Regions from separate parts of the Rattus norvegicus genome. Here region 2 is linked to region 1. A link is a contact called in public Hi-C data. All regions are on one chromosome and are shown on one strand. Each heading gives the region's core, a stretch centred on a gene start, on an enhancer-like site or on the middle of the called end of the contact. The rest is flanking DNA. Distances are from core to core; before and after follow the strand shown.

Region 1 (4,490 bases), core at 1,006-3,505:
GAGGAACCTCCAGACTGATTTCCAGAATGGTTTTACCAGTCTGCAATCCCACCAACAATGGAGGAGTGTTCCTCTCTGATCTTAGAATTCGTAAGATCTTACAAAGTAAACCAGAAAATAATGCATACCAGTATGATTAAGAACGCACTAACAGAACTCAGTCTTACTGTTTAATGCAAGCTGAATACCACCCAACTCTGAAGACTGGCCTGTACTATATCTACAAGTCTGTGTTTACATAAGCTCCCACGATTGCCCAGAAATCTTGAGACTCACTGCTTCTTAAGAGGAGAACATTCCTTTCTTTTGTACTTGCTGTCACAAAACAGAGAAGTAGGAAATTACTATTGTCACACAAACACAGCGAAAATGTAGACTGTTGGCTCTGTCTGTAATGGACGCCTACTTAGGTGGCAATAAAGCCCAGGCAGATCACTGGGATAATTCCTCTGCGAGCATTCAGCTGAGAGGAAAAGTATGGTCTGCCTTGACAGGAACTGCTTTTAAGTCTTTAAACTGTCCTCCGTCCAGTACTTATTCCATAGGCCTTCCATGCAGCTGAGGAATGGTGTTTTAGAAGTCAGTGGGCAAGCCTAAATACTCAAGAGCAGCAGAGACTGAGCCGGTAACTAACACAGAGGAAGTTTCCTCAGGACAGGCATGAGGTGACACTTGCTGCTTCTTAATATGCTGATTTAGCTTCCAGCCTTGATTGGGCAATTGCTGTGAAGTGTCAGCTAAGAGCTAGAGCCTGCCCTTTAGATGAGAGATTTGATCATAGAAGCACAGCAACATTAGCAGCCCTGGCGTTCCTGGCCCTGTGGCTGGCAGACATTTGACAGCACAGAAATAAAAGAAAGAGCAATTCCCAAAAGATAGCAGTCACAGAATTATAGAGTGCCAGTTGAACAAGCATTCGGGGCTGAGGAATGGCTGTGAACATGATAAATACCTATACATTAAACTGAAAATCCTAGAGTTTGTCGCATGTCCTTAATGCTCTGTGGATAAACCCAGCTGCCTCCAGGTTTCGCCTGTGCCACATCTATGTCTCTTGTCTTTCTCAATACACACGTGCTGAATTCTCACTATCTGTAATTTAAAATGGTTAATTAAGTTCATCTACCAAAAAAGCTGCTGATCTCAGCCACTGTAAGAATGAATAGAGGGTCCATCAAGATGGCTCACCAGGTATTGCTCCTCTCCTTGACATGGGCACATACGCAGGCACGCATGCACGCAGGCTCGCACGCACGCACGCACGCACGCATGCACGCATGGTCATGTCCTGATCGCATAAGCTTTAATGTCGACACCAGTTTCTTAAAACCTCCATCATTCTTTGTTCAATTTTTTTCTTTTTTATTCACAAACTAAATCCATCAGGAAATTATAAACTTATTTAAAAACTGAAAAAAAAAAAAACCTCCATCATTAGTAACAGCTCCACTAGAATAAGACTTGTAGGAACCAGGAAACTTTTGCTAGTTTATATATAGGTCAAAATGACCACACTTAACCATGGGTCTTTTGACCTCTTTGTCCACCTTAAGCATTTTGCCTCAAAGGCTTAAGATGGAGAAGTCTCCCCCACCTTTCCATTTGGTTCAGTCCAGATTCCTTCCTCTTCTAGTCCTCCTATTCCTTTACACATTTTGCAAGCGATGATACCTACCTCTATACTACACATCTAATGCGAAATTGTACATCATTTTATTTGAAAACAAGTTACGAACCTAGAGTTGAATGAGTGTGGGTGATAGGCTTTAAACATAAGTCTATTACTACCACCTGATATTGTCCTCTCAACCATGTAGCAAAGAGAGGAAGTCGAAGAGGAAGAGTGGAAAGCAGAAGGGACTGGGACGAGCCAGGTCAGAAGTAATCTATCAGAATCTTGTGTAGGAAGCGCTCAGCAGAGGGTCTGAGAACTAAGTACGCGTGCTCTGCAGGAGAGAAAGGACTCCACATCCCCGTGACAACGGGACAGTTTAAAGGCCAGTTCTGGGAGTGGGTTAAAACGTCCAAAAGCCCAACAGAAATAAAGTCCTTAGTGCAGTGTCTGCTATATGAGAAGCATTCGATAAATTACTCTTGTTTTAATTACACTTCTATTGTGAGGTCTCATATAAGGCACTTGACGTGTTTAGACATTTTGCCATTTAAACTGAAAAGTGTCGTCACTCTGCTGAGAAGCTGTGAGGACTCATGTCATTTCAGTGGCTATTATTAGTGAGTCAAAGTACAGTAACCAACAAAGACATCCCACATAATAAATTTAGCTATGTGGTTTGGATCTGTTGTTTGGAACTGCCCATTTGAGAAGTAGAACATGTGGTAATAATGAACACGTCTGCAAGAGAGAAAGTTGATAGGACGAACCAACAGAAAAATGCCACTTGACCATCCACACTGCAAAGAAAAGTTCCACGTGCATGCATATCAGAGCAAATTACTTATTTAATTATTTTCCTGCTTAAAAGGCCACATTATGTCACTGCACTTGGGATAAAAATGGCTGAGGCGATAATATGCAGGGTAATAAATTCTCTCTAAATGTTCTAGCTAGCAAATGAGTCATGATTATTTATTACTGGCCCTTTACATCAGCAGACATAGAATTTCTCAGTGTCAACAGTCAGGGGGTGGGGGGAATTGTTTCACAATCTACCAGCATTTACAGGAAAAGCTATAATTGAGGAAGAAGGAATCCAAGGACTAAATGCATAAATTAAGCAGGGAAGGAGTGGAGTCCTCTGTAACTAATGTCTCAGCTGTCAAGACAAACTCGGTTTTTGCTTCCAGTTGGGTGTTAAGGGTGTCAGTTGCTACAGAATAAGAGTGTAGAGGATAGTAGGTCACACAGCTGCAAGGCCCTGAGCCTCATGCTTCCTGTACTGAGGCAGCGCATACAGGAGAAGTCACAGGACCTACGTCTGTCATCACTCACTGCAACTCTAAGGACAAGGGATTTGTAAATACATTTCTGGGACAGATGTTCTGGGACAGATGTCTGTTCATTTTGAACTGATCATCTTGTCAACAACACCAGCATTAATCTACAGAGATGAGGATTAGTCGTTGGCATTATTATGACAATTAAGAATATATCATTTAAAGTTAGGTTCTCTTTATAGAAGCCATTTTTATTTATTATCCACAGCCAAATGTAACCAGGCCATTCCTATCCAAACCAATCAACAGTCCCATATTTACACAAACAAGAAAGGAAGAGAAGAAATAAGTAGAAGGAGTAAAAAGTTCCATTTCCTTCAAAAGAATACGTCATCTACTTTCTGATTCAATTACTTAGAAAATGAAATTTTTATAAAATCAAAAGGTATATGTGAATACATGTATACCTGTATGTACATATAGAGCTGATACTAATGTTACTAATAACCCATATATACACATATACATACATGTATTTATATATGCATACATGTGTGTATATATAAGCATGCATATGTGTATATATGTATAAGCATAAAAAGGTGTACATGTATACATATATATTTATGTTTATGTATACATGAATATGTGTGTGCATATATATGTGTATGTGTGTATGTATATGCCTATAAGTATACATGTATATGTGTATACACATATATATAGAGACTATGAACAACATTAGTATGAATTTTTTAATAATCATCCTAAATACCAGTAGGAGAACTCATAATAAGTAATAAAATAATGTAATACTAAGAAACTATTCAAATATATTTAAACGAAAATCTCAATGAAATATTGATAGGTAGCTCCCTCAACACACATGCACAGACACCCACAGATACACAAAGGTTCTAAAAGGCAGTCAGTCAACATGAAATCACAGCTTTCTCTGCACAGTAGCCTCAGATTCTTACCAAACTTCCCCTGCAGCAAATGCTAGAAATGTTTCGTACCTCCAGCCGACATTGCCACCCCTTCTGATACGTTCTATTATTTAAAGCACGCGCTGTAAAAATGCACTTACTTGCATACAAACGCAATGCTAAAGGACGCTGGACTTACCTAACACACAAATTTTAAAGACTAAGCTGGTTTTCTGTAACTCGATCTGCAATTGAGTAAGTCTTACCTTGAAAAAACACTTGTATCATCATGATGATCAAAAGTAAAATGATAGACTCTGACCACTGTGTTTTGAGAAACTGAAGAGCAATGTGTGAGAATTCTAGCACCCATTACCAAAGGAAGGTTGCAGAGCTCCTGCACAGGGAAGCACAGGGAAACCTGGGTTTTACATTTCCGTTACTTGGCACCTAATAGTCAGATGGTTTGGGCCTCGTTGTGTAGCAGGAAACTACACAGCTGGTAAAAGGGTGTGACTGAGCTTCAGACAAAGTAGTGCATCTCTACCTCATAAGGTTCTGCCTGGGAATAAATGTAACAATGCATATAAAGCATTGAACACAGGTCTGTCAGTCATAACTGCTCAGCAACTAAGAGTCTACCTTGGCAAGAGTGCAGGGTCAGTC
Region 2 (4,490 bases), core at 937-3,436, 100 kb after region 1:
CTTCCTGATCTCCTTCATGTCTTTAACACATATCTGACCAGGAAAATTGAGTTACTTAATTTTGGGAAAACATTTATTGCATATGTTCTTATAAGAAGGATTTTTACATTCGGATTTTACTATGACATGCTGAATAATACTGTTTGTCTGGATTTTTTTGTTTGTTTGTGTTTTGTTTTCCTTAATGGAAGGAGGCATCCTTCCCAATTAGTAGCAATATTGGCAAATCAATTTAAAACAGCACTAAAAATGTGCATTCCGAATAAGTCAAGAATGTGGCTTATTAAATGCCACAACTTATTTGACACAAAATGCAAGAGAGGCAACCGAGTTCTTATGTAATAGGCCGAGTCAAAAGCACTAAAATATAAATAAGTGAAAGTGCGGTTTCTTAATAAGACTGGATGATTTTTTGTAGCATCTTAAGGGAATTCTTAGACTTCTCGTGTTTAAAATTAAACAGTTGGAACCTTCTGCCAATTAAACGAAGCTCTACAGATGGCTTTTACCCTTTTGCTTCACGACAAAAAGGATATGCGATCGTTTTTATGGAAGATTATCTAAAGAGAACATTACCGTAAATCCATGCCATAAATATTAGACACCCCCTTTCTCCTGGCTGGAATATGCACTAGATGCTTGCGCTGACACCTAACGTGATGGATGTTCTAGGCCAAATCTTAAGTAATCGCTGTCGGGTTCCAGCTAGCATAGATGTACTTCTAGTGTACCCCCAAAACTCCAGGGTTCAGCTCGCTGCCAACAAAGGACAGCAAGTGATTCCCCGCGGCATAAAAGCCAGGAAGGCTACCTTGGGCTTTGTTTTTGTTATGTAAAATGCATTAAAGTGACTCACCCACTTAAGACTACCTACTCTGAGCAGCTTTAGAGTACCTTCAAGAACCAAAATAAATGCTTTCCCAGAATGCCAGATAAGCTATTCAGCGCATTTAAAAATATGTATATGTGCCACTGACTCTGATTCCTTCTTGCACCCCGAGAGAGCAGAGCGGAGAATGGTAGCATTGCATTCCCTTCCTGCCGTGTGACTATAGCTACCTTTCAACACTCTATTTCTAGAATAGCAACGGTTTCTTTCTCTCTCTTTTTGAAAGTTATTTTAGAAATGTTAAAAATAAGGGAAAATTGCAGGAGACTGGGGAAACAGTCCCACCCTCAAAGAATAGAGGTTCTATTCATTCTAAGAACTGGAACCGCGTGTCTGTCGGCTCTCAGATGTTTCAAATAAAGGGTTGGGTAGGTTGGCTTGGGTGGCTCTTGTACCTGTGAGCGCTGGGGTGGACAGCTCGCTCAGCTGCCGGGAGCGAACTGGCTAAATACCAGGGAAGCTGTCAGGCGCTCCTAGTAATTTGGGATCTAAATGAGTTTGGACAGCAGAGAAATTAGCATCCTAGAGGCCAAGTACAGAAGAAGCGCAAGCTACCGGGTCTGCCTGAAATTAACTCTGAAATACCTAACGGAAACTCAACTTTTCATCTGGCTGGGTTTGGTGGGAGCTGGGTATGCCTACAAAGTTTTTCCCCCAAGTCCGGCTACAGTCTTCAGCTTGGAGCATCCTCGGAGACCAGGTTGAGACGCCGCCGACGGCTGGCTGACGTTCCCTGGGACGGTGCGGCCCGCCGAGGCTCGGCACGCCGGTTCCGAGCTCACTCCGGCGGCCAGCAGCGCATCACCGGGCGGCCCAGCCTCCGAGGCTCCCAGCCGCGCTCCCCGCCCCCACGGGCAGCCCGCCCGGCATCGAGCGGGGACCCCCGCCTCCAGCCCCACCCCGGGCCCGCCGACTTACGTGACGGGCGAAGGGAAGGGCTCCTCGCTCGAGGGGCCGATCAGCCAAGATTGGAAAAGTGTCAGAGTCAAGGCCAGCAGGCAGCCAGCAGCCATCTTCGCGATCGAAGATCAGTGCCCTCCCTGCCGGCCCGGAGGCGGCGGAGCTGCACGCGGCGAGGGACTGAGCCGGGGCGCCGACGTCTGCCGGAGGGCGCGTGGAGAGAGGCGGGCAGGGCAGGGCACGGGCGGGCCGGCCGGGCGGGGCCGGGCGGACTCTCTAGCGCGTGGCTGCCGCTCCGTGCCACGGCTGCCTCGCCTGCGCCGCCATCAAGGGCGACTGTGGAAACGGAGCTCGGCCAGCCTGCCGGCGCCCGCGCGCTCTGGCTCCCCGCGCTCGCCTCCCTGATTTATCTGCGGTCGCCGAGGAGAGGGCGGGGGCGGGGCGGGGGCGGAGGGGGCGGCGCGGGGACGCGGCGGCTGCGGGGATGGGGGTGGCCGGAGCGGGGATCGGGCTGCCTTCCCCGGGCGGATCTCGGGGAGGCGGCTGTGGGTGGGCAGCGGGAGGGCCGGGCGTCAGAGCCGGGCGGGGACGGCCCGGGCGCAGCCCTCCATACAAGGCAGAGAGGAACTCCCAAAGTCGCCGTCGCCTGCTCCCGCCGCGGGGCGTGCGGAGGCCGAGCGGACCCAGCCCGAAGGTGCTCCCCGAGGGACCACCGGCAGCCTGCGAGCATCCACCGTTCGCGCAGGCTCCAGCCGAGCACTTTGCTCGCCTCCTCCGGGTTATTTTTTGCACAATCTGGCTGGGGCCCCCAAACCCTTCTCCCAGGCGTAGAATCCGCTGCCTGCCTAAGAATCATGAAGTGATTTGACAACACATGTAGGAGGGGTTTGTGGTGCTTTTGAAAGCGCCGCTGTGAACTCAACCAGGTGGCCCTGGTTTTCACGGTGTGCCAGGGGTTAGGGCCTTTGGTAGGGCTCTAATGGTGCCAGCGGCCCTACGCCAACGTACAAGTAGACTTGGTTTACCTGGCGGGGACAGAGCCTCAGAGGCGGGCTGGGAATGGATGAAGAACAGCTGGCAGATGCTGTAAGATGTCTTTCCTACTGTTCCAAAGGAATGAAGACTAGAGGGACCAGTACTCCTTGCAGGGTGGTTAGTGTTGCAACCGGGCTTTGGTAACATTTTAGCAAGCCACCTTCCAACTGGTTGAAAAATTCCCTGTCCTGACCACTGGACTGCTTTGTGAACAAGGTTGTAGCCTGATGAATTCACTCTGTCAGCGTGAACACAGAACCGAGGCTAACCTCAGAAACAGGTGGCCCTCTGCAAACTACATCTGAAATATGGAGGAAGGGCTGGTTTTACCTCCACCCTGGGGAGAAGCAGGGCGAGGGAGGGTCTTCTGGAAAGAGCAAAACAAAACAAAACAATCTTTTCCTGCCTGGCTCAGGCCACCTTGGAGGAAAGACTTAGTGGGCCGCTGTGAGAAAGACTTCATGGAACAGCCCGAATTCTTAAGCTGCTTGCAGAAGGATATGAAAACACTTTGACGCGAAATCAGAGAATACAGTTCGTGATGAGAAAAAAAGACCCTCACACTAAGGCGAAGAAGCTGTCATGGTTTTGTGGCTGTAAGGTGGTTAATCACCCCTCCCTCGGGCCCAAGGGTTCATATAAGGGTAGATAGACCTCTACTCAATTGGAACTGACCAAACAAAGAGATGGTGACTGTGAGGGTGATGGCTGACCAGCTCACACAAGTATTTGTGGTTTTATGGTGTTTGGCCCGGTAGCTTAGCTTTCCCTTCCCCTGTATCTCTCCCTTTTCACGCCTTACTTGTTTTCTTTATGTCCCCTGCATCTCAGTCTTGCCCTTTGTTTCCTTCTTCCTACTCAGAGTGGCTTCACAAAGGCACCCCAGAGCGACTTAACTTAGTTTGTTTTGTGCTAGGCACCAGAGCTGCAGGGATGAGGGATGCAGTGGGCTGTAATGGGATTGAGAGCTACAGCTCTGACGGGGATTTGACAATTGCAGATACCTTTTCTTCCCCAAATTAGACTCCCATGTAGTCCAATCCATCGTTCTTTACAAAGTGTAATGATTCATATGCAGATCTTCTCTTAAACGAGAATAAGAACAAGAGAATTAAACGTTCATTATTGTCTACATAATGTGTTGGTATCATAATGGGTTTACTATATTAAAAATGTCGTTATAATATATTATGTCAATTATTTCATTAATGCTTCAGACTCCCTACCATTGTGTATACACACACACGCATATATATATATATATATATATATATATATATTTCTTTTTTAGAAGAAAGGACTTATAGAATAAAAGAATGTAATAAAGTCTTTGAGACGGTAAGTCAAGTTTTATTATAAACTTTCTTGGCTTGAACCAGGTCTCAATATCTTTAGATCACTCTAACGATGTCCTACATTCTCCAATATCTGAAGTTGTGATAGAAAGATGTTGTTTCTACGATTCTTATTTTGAAGGGTGGGTGTTGTTCAACTACAGACCTCAAATTTTCTACTTCTCTGCAGTGAAGTTTCGCTCTCAGTTGTTTTTGTTGACACAAAACATTTCAATGAAGACATTCAAGATGAAGTTTTTAAAAGAAACAAAGCCATCTCCACCGCCTCCATTATGCTTCTGCTGGATGAACCATATCCTTACACGATGACT

What was found. Hi-C and Micro-C count contacts between places; a contact is called where the count stands out from the background.
Region 2: a contact with region 1 is called in a Hi-C map of Schwann cells, with 2.5 times the contacts expected there. The contact joins the promoter of Cacna2d1 here to the enhancer-like site in region 1. A contact is called at or near these places in 2 of 12 Hi-C or Micro-C datasets (the A7r5 cell line and Schwann cells).

Annotation. Positions count from the first base shown.
Region 1 is chr4:20,227,861-20,232,350 of GRCr8, forward strand. The region is part of intron 3 of Cacna2d1 (calcium voltage-gated channel auxiliary subunit alpha2delta 1); the gene reads right to left. Among named protein-coding and RNA genes, the nearest start is that of Cacna2d1, 100 kb to the right of the region's middle. Within about 2 kb of position 2,256, at least 7 of the 93 cell types and tissues checked have an H3K27ac peak or open chromatin away from gene starts, as enhancers often do. A contact at or near this core is called in the A7r5 cell line and Schwann cells, where this site is marked.
Region 2 is chr4:20,327,961-20,332,450 of GRCr8, forward strand. It overlaps Cacna2d1 (calcium voltage-gated channel auxiliary subunit alpha2delta 1), which reads right to left and starts at 2,187. Exons shown (of 39, transcript NM_012919.3): 1 at 1,808-2,187. The coding sequence starts at 1,902.